2 separate regions of the Acanthopagrus latus genome follow, and region 1 is linked to region 2. Evidence: chromatin contacts called from public Hi-C data. All regions are on one chromosome and are shown on one strand. The core of a region is the stretch at or near the end of the contact, and the rest is flanking DNA. Distances in the headings are between cores, read along the strand shown. Region 1 holds the start of ipo11 (importin-11). Region 2 holds the start of htr1aa (5-hydroxytryptamine (serotonin) receptor 1A a).

Region 1 (6,835 bases), core at 2,588-5,087, 170 kb after region 2:
GTACTGAGCAAGGCTGCCATCTACAGCCCAGAAAGAAATACCCAGTACCACGATCCATTGTGCGCTTCTGTAAATGGCATGTGAATTATGCTCATTGCCAACAATATATACAATAATATTGTCACATAACAGAGACTGATTCTTTTAATAAAGGCTCCTTGAATTATTAATTCAGTTAATGAATCTATAAGGAAGGGGTGAAGAGGTTAGACTATTGTAAGGTGTGATCATAACTGCAAACCACACCACAGCAGTTACTGCCGTTATTACACATGCACACTATATAGGACAGAACGGGTGTCCCTGTTATGTTTCTGCACATGTTTCAAGCACTTATCCAAGTTCCGAGATGCCAAAATATGCTTGGAGAACCTGGATAGAAGCCGAGATACTGTGGTATGTAAACACCTCCTCCAGGTTTTTGAAGTATCTGCCATGTGCACAGATGCATCATCAACTCAAGTTACGTATTTGTTAGTCTGTCATTACAACAAAAATAGCACATGATGCAAACGTCATCTGCGTGTCAGACTCATCTTCCATTACTGGTGATCAAACTGTTATATGCAGAAGAGATAGGTATAACTGCAGCGGTCAAGAGAGCCTGAAACCAAACTGTGATCATTCTTCAAACTCTGCTGGCACAGAAATGAGGCTTGATGGCAAATTAAATTTTCACTGTGGAAGCGATACTGCTAGAAATTCCAGTATCGTAACAGTGTAACTGATAACAATGATTGAGGTTGGAACTGAAATAAAAGCCTTTGCCTCACTAAGTAAAATCCCATAGGCTATGACTCTGTGCATTTTCATTGGTGTAACTGGGAAACAAAACAGTCTGTCCTCACAGAAATAGACCATAAGGAGCCTGTCTGAGAGGCGGTAGCCTACAGTGTTGGCAAGCTACTCTTGACCTGTAACCAATGAGGTAGCGTTATAGGCAGGACACAGAGCGATGATAAAGTGGTGACTACAGACAGAGAGAAGTGGAGGGTCTGATGTGGAAGTTTAAGCGGATAAAAATTGGTTGATTAAAATTCGATTGTCAGAGTTAAGAAATTAACCATCAAAGCCACACATTATTCAGTACAATCCTGGTGCTAAAATGTATTGTAGGGATGTCAATGCTTAATCGATGAATTGCCATTAAGAATTTAAGCGATTAAAAAACGTATGAACTGACAATCAGAGATGGGCACAGATACATCAAAAGCAATCTTTAGAATTAGAAATAATTTGCTTATCAGTTATACTGAAATAAAGTCAAATGAAAAACATCCAACATGTTTCATACATTCTTTAAGATTAACTGATAGTCGATTGTTAAGGCAGCCAACTATCAGTTAAAGAAGTTGCTTAAAATGTGCATCCCTACTGCATTGCTTCACTAATGGCTAGTAGCTGAGCTGCATTTCTTGGATAATAGCTGGGAGCAAAACAGCATTTCTTGAATAAGGCTGGGAGCTAAATGAGGAAGCAGCTGAAAGAGTATGAAGTGGAAAGTGGGAAATAGCTTATCAATATGAATGGGATCAGATCAGATTTGTGTTTCAAGACTTAACCTTCCATTGGTTGCTGAGGTAATGACATAGGGGTTAGTAACTACATAATCTGATGGCTTTCTGATACACTAACATGAGAAATTACAGCACTAAATCAATGTCAGTGTGGGAACATTGTCTCCAGAAAGGCAACAAAGTGAAATATAGATTGTGTGATGCTATAAGCCAGTTAAATAGTAAAAATCCATCATGCTGTATCATATTAAGAACGAGCACTGGGCTGTCATTTCTGAGAAGGGCTCACAGACAAAGGTTACGTTTCAGTCAGCCAGGGTAAGAAAGTGTGAGGCACGTCAGTCTCAAGCCATCACCCCGTTGCTTTGCTCGATGATTAAGATCGATCCCCTGCAAATACGTATGGTAAAGGACAAGGAATTTGAAAAGCTGATTTGGTACCTCAAGCACGAGAGTGTTTTGCCATTAAGAACTGCTGTGCCTTGAAGTGAAAAATACTTTGAGGAGAAGAGGGATGGGCTGAAAGTCCAGCTAAACAGGCCAGACTAGCACCTAATGGTCAGCCAGAGTTATTTATGAACCTTGCTTGTTTAGTTTATTAGTGAACTCACCTGTCACAAGCTGCTCTACTGGCCACCACAGATAATTCTAAACTTGTGGGAGAAACTGCTCTCTAAAATCAACCCAGACACACTCTGGATATGGCAAATTTGGGCTGGCAGTCTGAACAAGGCCTAAATCCTGCGTGTGTATGGGTGTCTGTCAAACTAAACTACTGCTACTGTTATCGAATCTCCAACAGCTGCATGTTTCCAGGAGCCATCACAGGTTGCTGTGGTGATGGAAGCTACTTTTCTTGCTTCTCAGGCTGATTCTCTATAAAGAGTTACACCAACAATGCAGTTTAGCTCCCAGCTTTTAGTGAAGAAACACAGTTGGGCTCCGCCTTTACAACATTTAGCATCTTTCAACACACTGCCACTTCTACAAATGTTCACATTCCCTCCAACGATTTTTTTCATCTTCCTTTAGGCCTCTCATTCATACTTTCAGCAAAAAATTACATATTAACCTCATATCCCACATCCTCTGTGCGGTCTAGGAATATGCTTTTCCACACTGTGACATACAAGACATTGCAGTTTAATTAAAAGCCCATCATGTCTCACCTCTGTACACGTCATTCCCCTTACACACACACTGTATAAACCAGGTGAGAAATGCGTGCGATCTCACCACATATTCTAAGAATTCATATCAAGGAACTTGCTTGTTGACATATAAAGGCAATTTGCAGAGCAATTATGTACATTGTGTAACAGGTAGCCTGTCAACATGACGCTTACAGGCGAGTATTGTTGTGCCGTAGCTAACAATAGCGGTTACACCTGTGCGAACGAACCTCTCAGGTCAACCCTGAGCTCAATGAGGGGCTTATCCAGCGTTAGCCAGCTAAGTGTCGGGTGTTTTACATATGCGATGGCCTCTGCCGCTAGCTAGCTTAGTTGTCAAATGCTGACTGAGTGAAAGAGAAAGGTGGCTGCGACATAACCATCCTCTGACGTCCATACATGCTAAACGTTTAAAGCTTCATCTCTGGCAACAAAAACGAAACTCACGACGCAGCTAAGATTGATTTGACAGAAGCCGAGTTATCATCTGCCTGGCCCTTTTACAAAATACAGCTGTGTGCATTCACGGGCCTCTCCCTCTCTGTGTGACAGGATAGGGACGTTGTTAAGATACAGATTTTAACATCTTGGTTATCAGATCTGATAAGAGACGTGCTTCGAAGTGGGTTAGCTTGTTTTGAAAACGCAAAGGAGGACCAACACATGCTCAATGGTAAAGGGTCGGAGGGGAGCAGCAGCAGTAACATTACATTCACATGTTTGATCCCCAGGTGAGTTTTTTAGCTTGGGTTGCGTTAGTATCGCTCTCTGCCCGAGTCATCTGTTATGAAATTAAGATAACAGCCCATTCACCCGTGAAACGGGCGATACTGAGTCCCCCAAGCGTGCACACCCCAAACACCAAAGCTAACTTTGGGCTAGCCAGCGAGCTAAACTTATCCAGTACGGACCCAAGGGCCGACAACGTCCGTCATGCCAAATAACCTCTTCCTTCAGGCAGATGTCTCAAAACTGAAACCTCAAACCGGACTCACCTAAGAGACTGACGGCAGAAAAGCAGAGTATGTGCTTGTAACAGTGGCTGCTGAGGCTCCACCACTGGTAATGTAATGAGAGATGGAAACACACGCTTGTAGGAATGGCGCGAGCCACAAAGCAGGCGCGCGCTGATGACGTAGGAGGTTTGGCAGAATTCATCATCGTCATGAATGAACGCAGCCAGCTGCTGCTGCTGCTGCGGCAGATGTGCAGATGCGCTCCCTCATCTCACCAGCACTGTTTATACTTATTACAGTCAATTTATTTACATTTTACTGTCATCGTTGTTCTTATCATTGTTATTATATTACGTTTCATAAACTTTTTAAATAAGATTTGACGTGCAATATTACATTTTATTGTTCTCACGACTTAGTTTTATCTATTATTCTTTATCTTGTATTATTTTATCTATTCAGTTTATTGCAGTTGCTGTGCATTAGTCTTGATTGATTGATTGATTGATTGATTGATTGATTGATTGATTGATTGATTGATTGATTGATTGATTGATTGATTGATTGGTGTTGTTGGTGTTGTTGTTGTCTTTTGGAAAACATACAGCAATATAACTTCTCTATGTATTTGTATATCTGTATATATTTTTAGAAATAAATAAATACCTGTCCCATTTTTGATGACCTTAAATTCCTTGATTTCAAATTCCTAAATATATTTTGTTTGCGATTAAAATCACAGAAAATCTGAAAATCTGGAAGAACAAACATAATGAGAATCCTTACCTCTAACATCATGCATACACATCTTTCCTGTATATAGGTAGAATTGTGTTTTGCTCAAAACATTTTGCTCAAGTTTTGGTTAATTCAGCAAAATCAATACCTGAAAAATCTGAGCACTCAATCAAATTAATGCAAAAAACATGTGCAACTCAAGTATTGGCATCAATGCCTCTTGTTTATTGATTTGCAAAATAGCAATCCAAACAGGCATTATGAAAGTGAAAATGACAGAATGAGAAAAAGATAAGAAGATAAAATGATGAGCAAATTAATAGCATCTCGCAGTAGACAACATCATCATGTCAGCCATCTTTAAGCTTTGTGATAAGATAATGTTTGACCGCTCACGAGCAGACAGATTCCAGAGGTCACTTACAGACACACACTCTTTCCACTTTTCCAAATGCTGACAGCTAATGTCCAAAAGACACACAGCAGCATGAAAATCCAAACAGAGATGTGTCTCTGGCAACTTAACAAGACTGCAATTTTCACTTGTTTGAGCTATGATTCCATGGTTAGACAGGCTCTACAAGACACTCAGTTTTCTTCAACGGCCACTTAATTACTTTGGCTGTTTTCCAAAAAGGATACATCTCTCTCCCCATATCCTCTTCTCCACACACACCTTTTTACACTTTGATCGCACCATCATACTGGTCACATTGAATATAGTGAATTATGGTTCATAGCATGCAAGATCTTCTTACTTATCATGCCCCCACCAGAGTGAGAAATCGCTGTTTTTTTGTTTTGTTTTTTTTGCATTTATGAACACATCAGTATTCTATGCCATCAATAGAATACTGACTATTTTGATGGCATGCGTTTTTGTTTGTAAAAAAAAAAAAGAAAGAAAGAAAAAAGAAAAGAGACAATTCCAGTTAAAATGTTTCACACCCTGCTCAACTTCAGTGTGGTTTATTTTGCAGTCACCACACATACAGTGCATCACTCAGGGAAGCATTTGAGGAAGTGCAAATATTTGGGGCAAATAGCTTTTGTATTTGCACAGAACCCAATTGAAGGTACAGTGGGTGGGCAGAGGATCAGCTTTGGTGGGAAGACCGGTTCAGTAAAGTAATCCGGATGGTTTCATTTACCTGCCACTAGCGTATTGACTCAAGACTCTTTTTTCGCTCTATATTTTTTAATACCATTCTTTAATAATGCATGCTCAAGTCTCGGTCTTCATTACTTCTGTTTGTATCAGTGAATGACTCGTTCTGTGGTTCAGTGGGTTTTTGGGCTACTGATCAGTTTCCTGGACGAACAGTCTGTCACTGAGCTGTAGCTCACACTAAAATTCTCAGCTCGTGGTGATGTTATCATGGACCCCAAAGCTTTTCATGGCACGTCCTGCCTGACTCTGGCTCTGATTGGTCGTCTTTGTTGGTTGGTGTAAGAATATTAGGGTAAGCCAATCAGAAGCAGAGCAAGGTGGATATTTGTTTTGTTTTTTCGCGGCATTGCGAAGGCATGACCTGCCCCACCAGCCCCACTCCTCATGCCTAAACATAACAAACCCAAGGCTAAGAGATCTAGCCAGGCAGAGGCAGAGGAGGGCATTTTACGACTGACTTCTCACTGTTAGACGAGATAAGATTGCACTTGTGTATTGTTCTGTTGTGACTCTCTCTTTGAAGCCATATGTTCATACTGCTGGAGCAGCTTCTCATAAATTATCATCAGCATGATGTATGAATGAATGAACAGTGTGTGAGTGTGTGAGAGAGCCCACCATTGCTGTAAATTACTTGGCCTCTGTGTTTAATTAGTTTGACTTTTGTTTAATTTTGGGCTCCTATTTATGAGATATCTGGCAGAGGCCTATGACTGCTCCTGCTCCTGCTCCTGTTTCTGCTCCTGTGTGTGTGTGTGTGTGTGTTTCTGCAATGGGAGTGGCTATTCTCTCTTTCTGTCATTCTTTTGACTTGCTGAATTAAGATCTGTCCCTCAGAGCAGACAGAATCACACAGAGAGGCTGACAGCTGGAGTTTGCTGTTGTCCCGGGCAAGCATGGATCTCATGGATTTGTTTTTCATCTCTCTTGGCTCTGCGGTCGCTCTCTACTATGGAGTGAAACTGCTGCTTTTCAGTAGGATGCTTTTCCCAAAACTGTGGTTTCCAATTTCAGAGTCCTTTTTCACCTCTATGGGAGAGTGGGCAGGTGAGCGGGCATTTGTGTGTGTGTGTGTGTGTGTGTGTGTGTGTGTGTGTGTGTGTGTGTGTGTGTGTGTGTGTGGGTGTGTGTGTGTGTACGTGTGTGTGTGTGCATATATTGTTATGTATGTCAGACCCGCAGTTGGCTAATAAATGCAAGGAATTTGATAGATGGCTCAATTAAGATATAACAAGTGACAACATGCCTTTGTGATAAAACACAATTGATATGTTGTGTGTC
Region 2 (7,100 bases), core at 50-2,549:
GTACAGTGTCTTGAAATTGGGTGAATGGTGTCTCTGTCTCAGCCACTCCTCCACTCCCATCACTGGTTTCTGCACTGTGTAACATCAGTGAGAGGGCAGGATCACAGCGCTACATACAGTTTTAGTTCAAGACACGAGTTTTCGACACCTAACGTTGTTATGCTGTAATGAGTTTTGTTCGCAGCCAGCACCTACATGTCGCCTGACAAATTGTCACACACCTGGGATTTGTGTTTACAACAGCAGTGTTGCACTCAGAAAGTGTGTGTGTGTGGGGGGGGGGGGGGGGGGGGGGGGGGGTGTTACCAAAATGGCCACATTTCCACATGGTGTTGCTTTAATTGATTATAGTCATTCGCTAGAACCAGGAACACATTCTCTACACCTTGTGCATGGGTTATTTTGGGGGGGGGGGGGTTTGTTTTGTTTTTCTACCCATTTCACTTCAACTCCAGCTTAAATTTTCATGAAAACTCAGATCTAGAACAACTGAAACCCTGCTGCACCCCCCTCCCTCCCTCCCTCGGCTCTGCACGAAGCATTTTGTTCCCCCTCACCAGCTGTTTTTACTCCACCTGCTGACATTATTAGTTGGCAAACGCAACTATTGTCCTCCCCTCCCCTTCTTCCTCCCCCCTTTCTCTCACACACATAGAGATTGATTCTCATCTCTTCGACCACCATCTCCCCCGGCAGCTCATCGCCTCCCTCCCAGGATCTTTAATTCGCCTTCTGCTCCAAGTCCCGAGAGAGGTGTCCGCCATGTGTTGCAGTACCCGCCGTGGGCAGCAGATGGCAGCAGCTCTCCTCTCTGGCCCGTCGTGGCGCTGTCCCTGGTCCTCAAACCACCTCTCGCTCCTAACAGCGAGGGCTTACCTCGCTCTCCGTCATGGCTCGAAACGTACGGTTTCTGCTTGAACTCATTTAAAAAAATATAAATTAAAAAAAAAATCTCTTTGAGGTCTCAATAACAAAAAAGCACATGTTTCAGGTGAAATTTTAAACCAAAAGTTAATTACAAGTAATGAAAAATGACGATTTTGTATCAGTTTTTCTTCGCAATATTTTTAAGAGATAGAACTTTATAACTGCTCCTCCTGACTGACTCCTGCCTTTTAAGGTGTAAACTAACAACAAAACAAAATTGAATTAAATCCACAAACTGTCAGATGTAAAAAATAAAGAGAGAGAGAAGAGGGCAGGGGAGCTCTGCGCCCTCATCGGCTGTCTGCAGTGAAGGACGGAGCAGCGAGGAGAGCAGAGGCACAAAACTCCAGGGCGACCTCCACACGGTCTGACGTACCCGAAACTGCTCGTATAAATGAATTCACGGCGTCACCGAGCTCAGATGAATTCGCAGTGCCAGTGAGCGCACCCGGCTGTCAACGCTCACGGGCTCCAACACGCACAAACCTCCCCCTCTCCATCTTTCTCTCTCTCACACACACACACACAGACACACACACACACAAACTCACAAACACGTCTGCGTCATGCGTCCTGAGAGCGACGGCACGAACGCGGCAACTCCGATGGACCCCGGTAAAACGCACAGCGGCAGCAGTCTGCGGGGCTGACTGTGTCCTGCTTATCTGTCCAGCTGCGTGTCCCCCGCCCCCCCATCACTGCTCTGGGAAAGTTGCGCTCCGAGTGCGCTCGCATCATGGATTTTCTAACAACGAGCGGCAACGACAGCAACGCGACCGGCGGTTACCCTGACGGGGTGGACGTGGTCGCCGACTGGGACGCGGGCGAGAATGGCACGGGGTCTAGGTCTGTGCCGGACCTGCAGCTGAGTTACCAGATTATCACCTCTCTGCTCCTGGCGGCCCTCATCCTCTGCTCCATATTTGGCAATGCGTGCGTCGTGGCAGCCATCGCCCTGGAGAGATCTCTCCAGAATGTGGCAAACTACCTGATTGGATCTCTGGCCGTGACTGACCTCATGGTGTCGGTGCTGGTTCTGCCGATGGCGGCCCTCTACCAGGTTTTGAACAAGTGGACACTGGGGCAAGAGATCTGCGATGTGTTCATCTCTCTGGATGTACTGTGCTGCACATCATCCATCCTGCATCTGTGCGCAATTGCTTTGGACAGGTACTGGGCCATAACAGACCCCATTGACTATGTAAATAAACGGACACCGAGGCGAGCTGCGATCCTGATTAGCGTCACCTGGCTAATTGGTTTCTCTATCTCTATTCCGCCTATGTTAGGCTGGAGAAGCGCCGAAGACAGGGCGAACCCCGACGCCTGCAGCATCAGCCAGGACCCGGGCTACACCATCTACTCCACGTTTGGGGCTTTTTACATCCCTCTCATTCTCATGCTCGTCCTGTACGGGAGAATATTCAAGGCCGCGCGGTTTCGGATTCGAAAGACGGTCAAGAAAACCGAGAAGGCGAAAGTGTCGGACAAGTGCTTGACTGTGTCTCCGGCCGTCTTTCACAAGAAAACCAACGGGGAGGCCGGGGGCAAAGGCTGGAGGCGCGGCGACGAGTCCAAACCGAGCTCTCCGTGCGTAAACGGCGCGGTGAAGCACGGGGAGGAGGGCGAGTCGCTGGAGATCATCGAAGTTATCAGCAACTCCAAGACGCACCTTCCCCTGCCCAACACCCCCCAGTCCTCGTCGCACGGCTACGAGAACATGAACGAGAAGAACTCGGGGGCGAAGAGAAAGATCGCGCTGGCCAGGGAGCGCAAAACGGTGAAAACGCTGGGGATCATCATGGGGACCTTCATCTTCTGCTGGCTGCCCTTTTTCATCGTGGCGCTGGTGCTGCCTTTCTGCGCGGAGAGCTGCTACATGCCCGACTGGCTGGGCGCAGTCATAAACTGGCTGGGCTACTCCAACTCCCTCCTCAACCCCATCATATATGCCTACTTCAACAAAGACTTCCAAAGTGCTTTCAAGAAGATTATAAGATGCAAATTCCACAGAGCGTGAAAACATTGGTGTTGGCTTAAAAACTCGGGAGTAAATCAAACGGACAGCAGGACAAAAAATGTTTACTGACTGTATAGAACAGCAAAAAAACAAAAACAAAACAAAAAACAAAAACAAACAAACATAGACTCTCATTCAGGGACAGTCTCTCTTCGGCCTGTGTTGGAGGAGCGTGTAAAAAAAAAGGCAAAGAAAAAGAAAAGAAAATCCAGGGTCACTGATGAAATGAGACAAGACGGGAACTTTTCGCTCTCTTAATGTACAAGCCTCATGTTTATTCAGTGTTGTAGCTACAGTATATAGCCTTTACGCGACGGCAGCCATCGTTGTATTGCCATGCAAGACGTGTCATGTGCTGAATTTCCATGCATTTTACCCATGAGACACGCGGGGAGGGGGAGGGGGAGGGGAGGGGGTTCCGTCCTACATCACCGAGCTTTGTAGCACTGAAACAATAAAAGCAATCAAAGTTTGTCATTAAGAAAATATGAGTCCATTTTTGTTTTGGGGGAAATTTAAAAAAAAAAAAAAAAAAGTCAGGATCAGGAGAAGAGATCAGGGCCACAGCTTCACCTGGGACCTGTCGGATTCATGCATTTTCTTTTCCATGTAGATTACAAGGAATGAGCCCTTACAGTAGCTTTGACAGGCTACACTCATGATGATGATGATGATGATGATGATGATCAGGTTATCAGTGTGTGTGGTGTGTTTGGGGCCCCGCAGGTACCAAACAAACCCTGCTGCCAGATCCATCTCAAAGCTGGAATCAAAAGTAGATTGGCATTTTCTAGAATGGAGGCTGGTATTACATTTATGATGTGTTCTCAATCTTTCTCCCACCATCCCATCTCTCTATTTCTGACTCCCAGATTGTCTCCTGTGTGTGTGTGTGTGTGAGAGAGAGAGAGAGAGAGAGAGAGAGAGAGAGAGAGAGAGAGAGAGAGAGCAAGAGAGAGAGAGAGAGAGAGAGAGAAACAAGAACAGACTCTTTTTTTCTCCTCTCCCTATATGTCATACAGTAACATGTCCCATAGAAGGCCCAGTAGTGCTTTGAGTGCTCGAGAAGACAGTGTGTTAACATCATATAAATCAGTGCTAAATTTAGCACACACACACACACACTCATTATAACACATGATGTAGAGGGATGCTCAGGGCAAACAGAACGGAGAGGAAACCTCCTCGCTGCGTGGCCGCTGTCATCAATCAAACAAATCCACTTACTGTAGATGGAGAGATTAAAGAAGGTCAGGTATCAAAAGAGAGAAAAACAACTTTCAGGAAGAAGCCCCAGTGAGGGCTATATGGCTCGTTGGCACGGCAACGCGTCAAAGCCCAAGGCGCCATGGATCGGTCAGAGTGGCAGGTATGGACACAGGATGGTGACATGCAGCACGACCAAGGAGACGGGACACCTGTGGAGTGCAAACAGCTTCTGGTGGATCCGGGCTGATGCTGAGCAGGCTACACACAGGAACACAGCACCATCTGATTCATGCATCTCTACACATATGGTGGAAAAAAACTGTGTCATGAAGTATTCACTGACTGCGTGCATTTGAGACTGATAATGCCATGATACGGAGTCTGAAAATTAAATTGAATTTCATGTAAAAAAGTAAATCACCGTCCTCAGGATGGCAGTAACTGAATCACTGTTGTTAATGATTAGTGTGCAGATTAATCCATTATTCATTAAATATCAAAAAGTCAAAAAAACAAACAAAAGAGACATCTTTAATTTGCTTAATTTGTCCCACCATTAGTTCAGAAACCCCTCATCTCTCGTAAAAGACAATGAAAAGTATTTACATGTAAAAAGCTGGAACCAACAAATTGAAATTAATCGCTCATCAAAAAAGTGTGAAATTAACTTTGTTTCAATCCACTAAGAGATTTATCAACTATTGCTGCAGCTCTGGTCCACTTACTACTTTTTTGTTCAAGCTTCTAGCTTTTGCTTAGTTGTACAAAGTGTTAATAGATAAATAAATAAATACATCATCAATAATAATAACATCGATAATAATCCTGAATAATTAAATAGTTGATAAAATAAAACCCGTAATCGTGTAAAATATATACACTGTAAAATGTGCAAATGTATTACTGATGTTTATTTAATGCTTTTACGTAAAAAAAAAAATAATCGAGGAAACCGTTTACCTCAAAATTGCCGGGTCCAGTAGACGAGTCATTTTAAGCTGTTAAAACTTTTTAGCCTGCACAACCTAAATGTCATTCTTGGTATTTCTGAGGTAATCAGTGTCCTGACTTTTGTACATTTATTTCACCAACTGTGTAATATTGTCGATCTTCAATTAACTGTTCATTTATCAATTATGGATGCTTAATGGCCATATTTGTAAGAAAGGTCGATTTTTGTGTCTAAAGAGTTGGGAAACCCAGAGGGTCGTTACTTGACGAGTTGGTATTGAGTCAAATATCAAAACCATTTAACACTGTTCTTAGATCTGCTAACAGCTACATCACAAGTCATTTATAAAGGGGGTTTGTATGCTTAAAAAGCAGGTGGTTACAATGAAATGTGCAGCAAATGTCGCTTAGAGCACTTGTCCAGTCACAGAACAATACAGCACTTTTCTTAGATCTTAATCTGTTTTTAAAAAGTAACTCTCAGCTCCTGAGTTAATATCCCTCTTTAATTTCTGGAGATAAAGAGTTAGCCTCTGCCTCGTGACAGAAAGTCAAGCTGAGGTCTCAGCACTTAAAGTAACCCGCTCTCTGCACCGAGCTGAACTGATGAGTCAATTAATGGACAGTCAACTGACAGAAAAAATGTTCTGCAGCTGACCTGATAACTGTTCCAGTTTCTCATTTCAGCCTCAAAAAATTAATGCCAAAAATTCATTGTTCACATTGGTTAACAAAATTAAGTAGATAAACAAATGAACACAAAACACTGAGACACAAAATTGATCAGGCGTTGACACTAAACCTAAATTCATAATGTGTAACAGATCATTAAAAGCTTTGATAGAGCTAAAAATGTAATTAAAAAAGCCATAACAAATCATAAAAAGACTGAAATTATGTGCAGAAGGAGGAAGTCATGCAGAAAAAAACCCTCTCTCACTTTCCAAGCCAGGGTTTCTTTCTCCACCGGATCACTTCTGCTCAGAGGTGTGTCATTGAGACATCAATGCACTCAAAATGCTTTTGGGAAAATTAATCTAATACCTGTGACCTGCAGGTCAAAGTCTGGGCTTACGACAGGCTCAGGGAAGCCAATAGAGGATGTGGCGTGGGCCGCAGAGCACGACTGAGTATATTTTTCAATTGTGAGTCACACTGTGTGTAAGACCATTAAAATCATTACATTTTGGCCCTGATATATGGGATTACAGAGCAGCTGACCCGCTTTGAACTGTGCCGTAACATCAAACGCTTGGATTGTAGGGCTGCACTAATCCCACCCACTCTGGGATTCTTACATGGGATGTAGGTTGGTGGGTGCGGAGTGGTGACGCAAACCGAGAGGAGAGGAGAGGAGAGGAGAGGAGAGGAGAGGAGAGGAGAGGAGAGGAGAGGAGAGGAGAGGAGAGGAGAGGAGAGGGTTATATAAAATATCACCACCAACAGGGGGATTTCAGGGTTTATCACATGTGTTTCTCTGCCCTCTGGCCTAAAAGTTGTACTAGATTTTGCCCGTATGCGGACGTTTGTTATTCTTCCTGAGGGAGCATTTCAGCCAGGTAGAACAAAACGGTAAAGTGCAAATGTTGAGCTCTTCATTCATCATTTAAACGTTGACGTGAATTCTTTGTCTCACAATATTAAACATTCATAGATTCAGCCTAGAAATGTGACAAAGGAAGAAAAAACATTGTTCCACAGTCAATCCCAGCAATTAAACAGTGACATTTGATGTGTTTACATGTTTATGTTTGTTTCTTTGTGGCACTTTGAAATCAATGCTAACGATCAATATCACATAGCAGCTGCCACTTGAGAATGTGCTTGCGTTACGACTTTCATTTGTATGTTATTCCTTTGAAAAGGCCACACAAGCTGCACAAAGCACCACGGAAGTAAATCTACTTATTAATATTAATTACTTTATAGGTTTTTCTTATTAAACTGGGTTGTGTTAAGTTTCTAGATGGGACTGTTAAAAAGGTTTTGACCC

Evidence for each region. Hi-C and Micro-C count contacts between places; a contact is called where the count stands out from the background.
Region 1: a contact with region 2 is called in a Hi-C map of muscle, with 4 times the contacts expected there. The contact joins the promoter of ipo11 here to the promoter of htr1aa in region 2. A contact is called at or near these places in 3 of 4 Hi-C or Micro-C datasets (liver and muscle).

The regions. Positions count from the first base shown.
Region 1 is chr5:23,646,375-23,653,209 of fAcaLat1.1, forward strand. ipo11 (importin-11) reads right to left here and starts at 3,838. Exons shown (of 30, transcript XM_037098513.1): 1 at 3,685-3,838. hsd17b3 (testosterone 17-beta-dehydrogenase 3) reads left to right here and starts at 6,404. Exons shown (of 11, transcript XM_037099518.1): 1 at 6,404-6,601. The coding sequence starts at 6,451.
Region 2 is chr5:23,477,860-23,484,959 of fAcaLat1.1, forward strand. It overlaps htr1aa (5-hydroxytryptamine (serotonin) receptor 1A a), which reads left to right and starts at 1,300. Exons shown (of 1, transcript XM_037098316.1): 1 at 1,300-3,359. The coding sequence starts at 1,664. The coding sequence ends at 2,947.